Linked DNA regions of Mus musculus: all the other regions are linked to region 1. The links are chromatin contacts, called in public promoter capture Hi-C maps. All regions are on one chromosome and are shown on one strand. The core of a region is the stretch at or near the end of the contact, and the rest is flanking DNA. Distances in the headings are between cores, read along the strand shown.

Region 1 (3,563 bases), core at 429-2,928:
TTCCACGAGTTGCTGTAGCAAACTCCTGAATTATCATCATGCTGGCCATTCTCAACTATGAGGTCACAGTGTCACAGTGCCTTTCAGTAACATCTTTTTTCCTGCTACTCCATGTTTGAGAACTTTAGTAGTCTCTCTCTCTCTCTCTCTCTCTCTCTCTCTCTCTTTCTCTCTCTGTGTTTGTCTGTCTGTCTGTCCCTGTCTCTGTCAGTCTCTGTCTGTCTGTCTGTCTGTCTCTCTCTAGTAGAACAACATCTAAAATTTTCAGATAGTGTGTGAGGACCAGCATTTAAAACAAACAAACAAACAAACAAACAAACAAACAACAACAACAACCAGGTGCTACCTTCTCAGGTACATCAGGTACATCCTGCCATCTAGCCACACTTCCCGTGTGATTTCTTCTGTGAACTGAAATAGTTTGTGTCCTGAGTTCTGAGTTCTGAGCTCTGAACTCTCACAGCTCTGGGACTTTGACTAGCCAGTTCTTTCTGTGTTTGGTGCCCTCTGTCTCCTACTCAGGAAATGAAATTCTACTGCCCTTGAGGCACACTCCAAATGTTTCCTGCATCCCCATCAATCTTTTCAAGACAGTTTTAGCATGCCTCCTTCATGGAAGCAGTTGTATTATTTTGTTCCCAAAAATGCGTCGTTTTAAGAGACAGGAGTCTATTGGTTCCTATCAAGGTCTCCCAAGTATCCCCATTTCCATTATCCACAGAAGAATGAATGGAAGAATGAATGAGCCACCTGCTAGAATGGACATCTTATATTGGTAAGATGTTGTTGTTCTGGCTGAGTGGTGGAAGACAGTCTGGCAAAGAATGAGCATCACACCTGACTGAAAAGCTTGGGTCTTGGGTATAGGAGATAAGGTGATGGTCAGCGATAATCTGGACTGTTTGTGACCCACCCAAAGATGTTTGGACCTTTCTTTGTGGTGTGGTCAAAGCTTCTCTGTATCAAAACTTATTTGAGAAGCAGGAAGAAATGAAAGATGGAAGAATTATCTTGGTCTTACTTCAGTAAGCCCAGTGACAGCCCCTCTCTTTGACTTAACCACCTTTATTCTGTGCTAGTAGCTTTTCGGTATTTTCTCTCAAATAACAAAAATACCCCGAGACTCTTCTACCTTAAGCAAAAATAACCTGCTCCAAAAATTTTGGTGAGATTTTCATCTTGTTTTGAAAAACTGTATCCTCCAAATGACGTGCTCTGTGTGTGTTATCCTGTTCCTGGAGGAACTGAGGCTCCTGAGTCATAAGATGGCAGACATTTGCTCAGCCATTGGCTCCTGAGGAGACAGCATTTCCATCGTCTGCAAAGGGAAGAATTAGCCACCTGCTTGAATCCACAGTATGTGTGTTGGTTTAGGAGTTGTGAGGAAATGTACCCCTGACAGGAGCCAAGTTGCCCAGCCAGCCTCCCTTTATCCAATGGGCCAGTGCCAATCCTCATTGTTCTCGAGAGGTGATAGCAGGCGCTGTTCCTTGTGAGGAGATGGTGGCATTCTGGCAGGGTCACCATGGTGTTAAGATGCATAACATTTGTCAGGATTGCCTAGGACTTCTGGAGGTTTAGTTATGAAACTTGTTAATTGAGCTATAAATATAGCTACAGCCTTTGCCTCCAGTGAGGCAGTGTGTTAATTTGGGTTTGGCAGGGGGATGATGCAAGCTGCCAATGTTATGTTAGGATTAGTAACGTGCAGTACATTTTAACTCCACTTGCCCATGTGCCACGCTTTCCTCTCTGTTTGTTATCTTTGTGAGAGAAGAGAGCAAGAGAAAAAGCAAGCTCATCACTGTGGGTATCATACATTAAGGGTATTTATCTGTGAGCTGACTTTTCACCCCATAGCTCTCCAATTCGAAAGTGCTACTAGCATAAATGAAGAAAACCATGGAGAACCCCACTAGAGGGCTCAGCTGCAGGCTTCTACCTGAGATTATAGAATAACCACACATGGGGACAGGCATCATTTGCTCTTGCTCTGTTCAAAGAACCCTCCCTGTATTCAGGATATCTGTCTGTACCATAACATGGAAGCAATAATAAATATTTTTCATGTATGAGATGCATGTGGGATAGAGTTGCATTCATGTGCTTATATGATTGTGTTAACTCATAAAGGATAAATGAGCCGGTGGCTCCTGTCAGTGACAAAATCTATGAGCATTTTAGTCACATGAGGACAAACTTGGCTATATACCATTGTGCTCAAAAGGGGACAGAAGAGAAAGGAGCAACAATAGATATGAACATGCCTCTTTGAATTTGTTTAATATGTATTGAGCAAATGAACGGTAATCTTAAACTGGTTTAGGGCCAGTCTTTGCAGACCAGTTCAATAGCCAGGTCTGCTTTCTTTTCCTAAAATGCATCAGCAACCTACAAATCATATGAGAAAACTAAAGACACCTGGTTTTTGGCTATAGAAGAGGGTAAAAAATTACCTTCAAACTGAACATCTTTCCTATTTCTCCTAGGGACCATAGTTTGAGTAAGGGTCTGAGTAACTCTGCCTCCTTCAGGTCTCTGGAGACTGGAATGATAGCAATCCCCTAGTTATAAAATGTTGAGGAGGAATTGAGTTGGACTAAATCTTTAGTTTTCTCTCTAAGGAATGCCTCTCCCCTCTGATAAGTTGAATTGTCCACTCCTTTTCTGTTTGGTTTTATTTAATTTGAGCCCTGTGTCTTTTGTTACTTCTGGGTTGAATGCTATAAAGAAAGGTGCTGTATCATGAACATGTAGCTGATTTGAATGAGGCTTGTATAAGTGTTATTATTATTTGCAATAAAACGAGAACCCACCTCAACTATAGCAGCTGTTAACTGCATTTCTTTTAGTCCCTTTGATATTCATTTGAAATGCATTTTAGAGCCTATCCAGTAACCTTGCTGCAAACCAGCAATTATATTCTGACATCTCAATAGAAAGAATGTGGGACAAGCCAAAGTTGTACGTAGAAACTTTTAAAACAATGTCTCCTTTAATATAGTCTTTATTAAAAAACATTGTGAGGAAATGATTATAGTCTCACTAAATTCTGACATGCTGAAAAAATGGCTGTTCATTCTTTGAAAATGTGTTCTAACTTAATGATTGTGAGATTGAAATAATAAAATAATAAAATAATAATAATAATAGAAGAAGAAGAAGAAGAAGAAGAAGGAGAAGAAGAAGAAGAAGGAGAAGAAGAAGAAGAAGGAGAAGAAGAAGAAGAAGAAGAAGAAGAAGAAGAAGAAGAAGAAGGAGAAGGAGAAGGAGAAGGAGAAGGAGAAGGAGAAGGAGAAGGAGAAGGAGAAGGAGAAGGAGAAGGAGGAGAAGGAGGAGGAGGAGGAGGAGGAGGAGGAGGAGGAGGAGGAGGAGGAGGAGAAGGAAGAAGGAGGAGGAGGAGGAGGAGGAGGAGGAGGAGGAGGAGGAGAAGGGGAAGGAGAAGGAGAAGGAGAAGGAGAAGGAGAAGGAGAAGGAGAAGGAGAAGGAGAAGGAGAAGGAGAAGGAGAAGGAGAAGGAGAAGAAGAAGAAGAAGGTGGCGGCGGCTACATGGACAGCTAACC
Region 2 (3,563 bases), core at 482-2,981, 400 kb after region 1:
ACACAGCTCTGAGCCCATGTGAGCTATGACAGTTTCCAGCTAGGTTTTCTTGGCTACAGTGCAAACATCTCCATGTTCACCTAGAGAGTTAAGAGCATTGTACTGCCCTGCTACTGTAGACGTGTCTTTGTGTCCCCTTTGACTAGATGTACAGTTAACATCCCCTTTGCCCTTAGCACTCATAGCCCGCCAACTATCCTTAATTCTCAGGACAGACATTCCTTTCTTCCTCCCCTTCTTCTTTTCCTTCTCTTCTTCTTCCTTTTATTACTATTTTTTTTCCAAAGGGAGTCTTCTTCTGTAGTCCAGGTTGACTAGAACTGCAATTATCCATCAGCCTCAGCCATCTAATTATCACAATTGTAAGCATCTACACCTACACCCACTTACACTACTCATCTTGAGAGATCTGGGCTACTGCTGCAAATCTCCTTTGTGACATCATTAGCATGATGTCCAGCCTCATTAGAGCGTAGTGTCCCCACTTAAGAACTCTCCTTAGCAGAAGTAGGCACATGCATGCATTTGAAAGTGACGGGCAGCATGAGACAATAACTTCAACCATCCAGACTTCTGGGTTGGGGGATTATAAGCAGCAATGGGAGGATGAGATTTGTGACCACATAGGACACCCAGAGCCTCTGGAGTGTGCAAGGTCCCCAAGTTATCCTTGTCCTGCTTCTGATGCCTGTCAAAACCCCAAGGCTAGCAAGATTTTAGTTTCGCTGAAAACTATAGTTAGACTAACGTGTGCCTGTTACAGTTCACTTGAAAATGAAAAAGGATGACAATTTTTCTTTTGTCCTCTTTACCTGACTTAATGAAGGCCTCTGGCCTGGCCATGTTTGACCTGAGTTTTATGCGGTGAGGCCTGAACATCAGTGATAGCAACTGTCATTGCTGGCAAAGTGTGGAGAATTGGAGACACACTTAAATTTGACAGTAAAATCAAATCTGAAGCTAAGTGGGAACTGCCAAGCCAGAATGCTTAATAGCTCTCACCCCTTAATATACTGTTTCTGATTCACCAGTAAGGGTTCATAAGAAAGTAAAGACTTCACTCTTTTAGTAATTAACTTTTTAAAATCTTTTATATTTTTCCTTTATGTTACTTTTCTTATGTAGACTCCTGACCTCCAAAGTTTGTTTCAAAAGTATTTTTTTTTTCTTGGTAAGTGCTGCCAGTTATTTGTGAACCCAATACCTCGCACTTCCCCCCATCCTCTGATTCCCTTCTTCTCCGGTGGGAAAATAGTAAGCACGCGTTCTAAAGTCAGTGGCTGAATGTTCCTGTTGGTTTTCCTTGAAAAGATTTCAAAAATCTTACATCATATCTAACAAAAACCAAAGCCAGAGAGCTGGTGGGTGTTCAACCCGGAGTTCTGTGCTTGTCCAGATGAAGAAACCTGAGAGCGTCTGCAGACTCATCACGCAGACGGCACAGGAATGGGCCAGAGCAGGTGTGAGGGGGTGGAACCGTTTCCTTTCTTGGTTCAGCCGTGTTTTCTTATTTGATGATCTGTGGCAAAGCTTCCTATAGTCTTCTCTTCTCAGCATACTATTTCTTTTTCTATTTCCTTTCTCCCTTCTTTCTTTCCTTTCTGGTTGCTTCTGTTTGTGACATCTGCGATAATCACAGTGGTATCGTTGCTTTGGCAGTTTCGGGAGTCAGAAGTGGGCTATAATGGAAGAGTTCATTACCAGGATCACTTGGTTCTCTGATTACAGGGGCAAGGTGAAATATTTCCCCTTACCAAAAAGCTCCTGCACAACCATTTTCGAAGTTCCCCACTTTCCACTCCTTTTTCATTCGAACCCCGATGAGCTTGTCAGCAAAATTAAAGGTATGTCATTCACATGCTGCCTGCATTGCAAAGGACTATAAACCTGCCAACCTCTTTGATGAAATAAAAGGGTTTTATTTATGATTCATGTAGGAATATGAGGTTATTTTTATTCCGTCAGTACACTAATAATCAGACGAGGGCTCGGGAAATGAGGAGCCCACTGACAGGGAAGGCTCTGATAAAGGGGAACCCTCTAGGGTGTTTGCCCCTCTTTGTAATCTTTTTTCCTAGTGTGAGGTTATGAGCGTGGCAGAGTGTGAGCCAGCTATAAGGCTTGGCTGCAGGAACAAAGACCGTTGCAATCTGGCAGCACTTGGGATGCCGTCCGATGAAGGGGGTGGGGGAGCAGTCCCTTCTACAGGGAAAAAAAGTTTTTGCTCCGGCCTCAGGTTAGCAATTTGGAGTCTCCTAGTTTCCTGTGATGTCTTCAGTTCAAAAGATAGCCTATCCTTCAGCCTGCACTCCTACTGGGCATTCTAGCTAAAGTTAAATAAAATAATAATAATGTAAAAAGATAAGTAAGAGAGAAAGAAAGAAAGAAAGAAAGAAAGAAAGAAAGAAAGAAAGAAAGAAAGAAAGAAAGAAAGAAAGGCAAATTGGCCAGTTTCCTTCCACAAGCTTTAACCATTTGTTCCTATAGCCCAATGTCCTTGATTAAGGTGATTTGACTAAAGGCAAACAAATGTGGCTGAGTACATTTCAAAGGACAACCTTGCCTTGTTATTTCAAATGCTCCCATAATTTGGGGGCTCGTTTCATCTTTGTTCCTGCTCTAGGAAGTACTTGGAAGTTATTTTAATTCAAGTTGGGGGTAAATTCTCATTCTTACCCATTACTCCCATTGAGATGACCTCAAGCGATTCTGAATACAAAGTCATCGCAGCGTGAACTGGGCAGCAGTAAGGCCTGTGATTTGTTCAGCAGTGACATCTTGGCAGAGAAACACAAAGCCAGACAATCTACTGAGGATGAAGGGCAAGGGAGTTCACTGGAGGAAGGAAAAATAATACTAATCCTTTATTCAGGAAGCAGAGAGTAAAAGGAGGTGCCTTTTTCTCTCTCTCTCCTAAAGTTAAGGAAGTGAGAAGTGCTTTCCTTATAGCCCTACCAGGTCAGACAGGCGGGGGGGGGGGGGGGGGGGGAAGGGGTCCTAGTGATAGATGCCTTGCCATAACTCAGTGACTGTGAAGTGTGCTTACAGGCACTTTTACTTGTCATCTTTATCTGGAGAAGACAAGGCTGTCTGGAAAAGCAGATGTCCCTTCTGGTCCTTTAGAATCCAACCTTCTGTCCCCAGAACCTGCCTTTTCACCCTTCAGAACTGTGTATGTGTGTGTGTGTTTGCACCATGGACTGAAACCTGCTTTGAGTTACATCAGAAGATTCTTGCAGGTTAATCTAATCCCTAGGGGTATATCTGCAAAGCAAAAACCCTGACTGTGCCTCTACTATAGGGTGCCTATAGTAGAGTCTAGGGCATTTCATTCTATGATGCAAACATTGACTTCACCCAGGAAAGGCCTTCTCGAACATACAGTCCAATTTCCCTTCACCCTTTAGTACTGAAAAATAAGAGAAAAATATCTGCCTTGGTAACAAGACAATCACAATCATCCTTTTAGAGGTTCTTTCTCCCTCGGATCTCACCCATGCTCCATCCCCGTTTTCAGTACAGAATCTGATCAGGTGACCACTGGTTTGAAAGAAGTGATGTTT
Region 3 (3,563 bases), core at 553-3,052, 360 kb before region 1:
TTAGAAACCCCCATGTTCCCACTAGCCGGGGGGGGGGGGCGGGGGCGGGGGGATTGCCCCGTTCTTTATTTCCTGGCTGCTTGGCACAGTCCTTCCACAACATACAACAAACCCCCATTATAAAGGATTATATGATAAGTCAATGAGCAAGTGAAATATGGCAACCAAATGGTGACTCCCAATTACATGAAAAACGAGTGTAATCACCCCTGCTGCAATGCCTGTCTGTTGGCAAAGTGTTTGATCTCCTTGAGAAGCATTAAAAGAAGGCCCAGTGCATTAAATAAAAATATCAGCTCTCTGTGTAATCACAAAAGTTAATACGGTCACTTAAGAAAAAGGTCTAATTGGTGTCCTAAAGGGAAACCTACTAGGCTATGTAAAGTAGCTATTATAAAAATGTTTAGCCTTCAGAGTGTATTTCAGACAGTATTTTTGTTGCCAGGTTTGTCAGCCAAAAATTCACTAAGCAGATTTGTTAGGGGCCATAATCTCTAAAACAGACATTGGCATAGGGATTAAAGATCAAGAAAATTATATACGTTTTGTATTCATATGCCAAGATTCCTTTTTCAAATAAGTTTATTTTGTGTGGGATTTAACCAGAAACATGGCTATCTTTGTTTGGTATTTAAGGCAATAGCATTTCCTGTGAAGGAATTAAAAAATAAAAATAAAATAAAAAAAATGACAGTGTTCCATTCACAGATTTAGGGTGGTTGTGGACTAGGCCAAGCTGTCTTGACATCTCCCTTTCTGACAGTCTTCAATGTAATGCTCTCTAAGGATGCTCATCTCTAAAATGCTATGATCTAGATCTAGTCTGGGTGATAGATCCCAGATGCAGCAAGAAAAAGTTCCCTTCGCTGTGATAATATAGTCTTCAGTGTTCAATAGAAGGACTGGTTGCTTTCCTCAACCAGTTGTTAGAAAATGCTAGAAAAAGTAGGAAAATGCAGTCTGGATTCTCATTAACTCATATATGGAATGCTTTCCCCCAAACTGTGGAGAGTTCTGGGAGGTGGGCAGGGTCATTTGCGAGAGCTATATAGAATAACACTTGACTTCTTTACACTTTTAAGATGAGTGTGGATGAAACCTATGGTAATAATTCATAACTTCAACAATACGTTAACAGAGAAAGCCTAGCCCTATAGATAACCAACCACAGGATACCAAAAATTAATTTACTTAGATGGAAAGGGAGTCATACATGATTTGTACAGGAACCTTCAAAGGCACTTATACTAAAGCGTTTCTGAGCCACTTTTAAATTATATCTTCATCACACAAATGAAATCTCGCATGGAGAACCGCTGACTGTGAGAAGTGGCCAGCCATCTTCCCGGGCTTTATTCAGACTTCACATCCAATCACAGGGGCAGACATAAATACATCACAGTGCTTCTGCAAAGGCTCCCAAGGTATCTATATAAAGACAGACTGCCAGAGGTCCTCCCGAAGAGATTGCTTTCCCTCCATCTCTCCTTTTCATTTTGCAATCACTATATTAACTCTGAGATCTATCTCTTAAAAAGAATTTGGAAACAAATTATAGGCCCCTTTCTGGCTGCAGGTATAATTTTCCATATTTTCTTGAGACAGATTCTTAACACACTGAAGAAATTGTTACTAAATGGGAACTCTGGGAAGTATCTGAACTGAGCTGAGGCTTCGACATCGGAATTCCACCCAGAGAGCAGATTTCCAATCCTGTGGCATCCAGGGACTTCTGTCTCAGCTTTGCATTCTGTTCAGTACAACAGAGAGGCAAAGAACGTGCCTGCTGGCCGTGTTCATGCTCACATAGACACTAGGGGGTGTCCAAGGACCAAACGTAGTCCTCTTTCCCTTCAGTCTTGTCTCCTCAGTGCTCAGAGGTCCAGCTAACTTAAAACACAGGAACTACAGGAAAAATCTATCCAATTAATTCCTGTTTTCTGCCAAAATGCATGATGTGGGGTCAGTCTCCTCATGAGTCCTGATCCCCCTGGTCCTCTGGCAGCAACTGTAATCTCAGGGTTTTGAATCCTAGGCTATCCCATGATAAGCCACAGGTACCAAGGCGTGGGGTACAAGCTGTTTACCTGTGTTTGCCTGAAGTGTTGTGTTGTGGAAGTTAATTTCAGTTTAGGTCTGCCCACAGTGCACTATGGCAGGGGGGAGACGGCAACAAGGCAGGTCTCTGCCCTCTCATTTTCCTGTGGTTCCGATGGCTTTTTAATGTAGATTATTTGTTGATTACTTCTTATTAGCCAACATTTGCTTTTGCTACTGAGGACATCTTTAGGACTTTGGTCTTGGGCTTCTTTATGAATACCTATTACTTCTTAATTATGATGATCTAATAAGATACGTCTTTCATTTTCATCTGCCATCTCTCTTCCCCTGTGATTCTTTTCCCTTTACTATTGGTCCCCAAGGGCATGTTACAGGCTCGTTTTCTTTATTGTTCCCATATTCCTCCACCCCTCCTGGTGAATTAAAAAAATAAATAGAATGCATTTTAAGGATGACAACAGTAATAATAAAGCCAGGAAATGCTTTCCAGCTAAATGCACTCATTTGAGGGCCTATTGAAAATAGTGTAAACCTAATTGAAGTAGTCAACCCCTCCCATACAGGTCAGGCTACACGCTATTAAAATGAAGGTAAGACAAAGCTGGTGACATTTCTGCATTTTCCAGTCTCACTTTTCCTGAGACATATCAATAGTATTGACAATATTATTGCGTTGTGCTTCTTAGTGACCTGAGCTGATATATTGTGGGCCAGGATAATTCTTTCTAAATGAAACCTTGTCGAATTCTTTACCGAAACAGCAAAAGGGAAATAATCATGATTCAATGTGTAGGAACTGAATATCAAAATTGTATCATTTGATGATCCAATAACACCAATCATTTAGCTTATATGGACACTCAATGCCCTCCAACTGTAGCTGTGAAAGGTTTAAGTATATTTCATAAATATGGGGGATTATGGAAATAACCCAAGAAATGTCTTTTGTGAAATGACCAAGGTGGTTGCATCTGTGAAGAAGGATCTCATATTTATTGCATTACAGCTTATGCAAGCTCATCAAGAGTTATTCCTTGGTCCAAGGCTCTTAGTGAAGTTCTGTGAGATGGAACTGCCGATCACATTTGATGGCAAAGCACTAGCAGCTGGGAAACTGCTCTTTCTCTCCCCTCTCATTTCCCAAACAATGTTTGCACTGATTAATACTATGCAACAAGACATGACGCAGAGATTGTGTTGGCATTGTATTCTGATGACCCCACACATTGTGTGCGCTCTGTGGTTCCTTTTGCTGTTCATAGTTATATGGGTTTATCAGAAATTACATGTCAGGCTCCCGATGAGTGTAATTGTATACTGATTGTGTATAGTTTTTTAAACCTCATTATTAGCCTTGTATGCAAACCAAATAAAAGGAAAGTTTAAAAAAGGAAAAAGAAAATAGCCTCCACTGGACGTCATGTCAGAGCCCAGGTGTTTGAGCCGAGATGCAGGGGGGAAACAAAATGTTCTCTCAGGGACATCTGCTGCAGCCATGTGCT

Evidence for each region. Promoter capture Hi-C pulls out the DNA fragments that hold promoters and counts their contacts.
Region 2: a promoter capture Hi-C map of hippocampal neurons shows a contact between it and region 1, with 2.6 times the contacts expected there. The contact joins two enhancer-like sites. A contact is called at or near these places in 1 of 39 promoter capture datasets (hippocampal neurons) and 1 of 484 Hi-C or Micro-C datasets (cerebral cortex).
Region 3: a promoter capture Hi-C map of hippocampal neurons shows a contact between it and region 1, with 3 times the contacts expected there. The contact joins two enhancer-like sites. A contact is called at or near these places in 1 of 39 promoter capture datasets (hippocampal neurons) and 1 of 484 Hi-C or Micro-C datasets (cortical neurons).

The regions. Positions count from the first base shown.
Region 1 is chr11:25,714,031-25,717,593 of GRCm38.p6, reverse strand. All of the region lies in intron 2 of 5730522E02Rik (RIKEN cDNA 5730522E02 gene), which reads left to right. Among named protein-coding and RNA genes, the nearest start is that of Gm23514, 31 kb to the right of the region's middle. Within about 2 kb of position 1,678, at least 21 of the 459 cell types and tissues checked have an H3K27ac peak or open chromatin away from gene starts, as enhancers often do. A contact at or near this core is called in cortical neurons and hippocampal neurons, where this site is marked.
Region 2 is chr11:25,312,674-25,316,236 of GRCm38.p6, reverse strand. All of the region lies in intron 1 of Gm12069 (predicted gene 12069), which reads right to left. Among named protein-coding and RNA genes, the nearest start is that of 4933427E13Rik, 12 kb to the left of the region's middle. Within about 2 kb of position 1,731, at least 14 of the 459 cell types and tissues checked have an H3K27ac peak or open chromatin away from gene starts, as enhancers often do. A contact at or near this core is called in hippocampal neurons, where this site is marked.
Region 3 is chr11:26,072,345-26,075,907 of GRCm38.p6, reverse strand. The region is part of intron 1 of 5730522E02Rik (RIKEN cDNA 5730522E02 gene); the gene reads left to right. Among named protein-coding and RNA genes, the nearest start is that of Mir6372, 130 kb to the left of the region's middle. Within about 2 kb of position 1,802, at least 11 of the 459 cell types and tissues checked have an H3K27ac peak or open chromatin away from gene starts, as enhancers often do. A contact at or near this core is called in cortical neurons and hippocampal neurons, where this site is marked.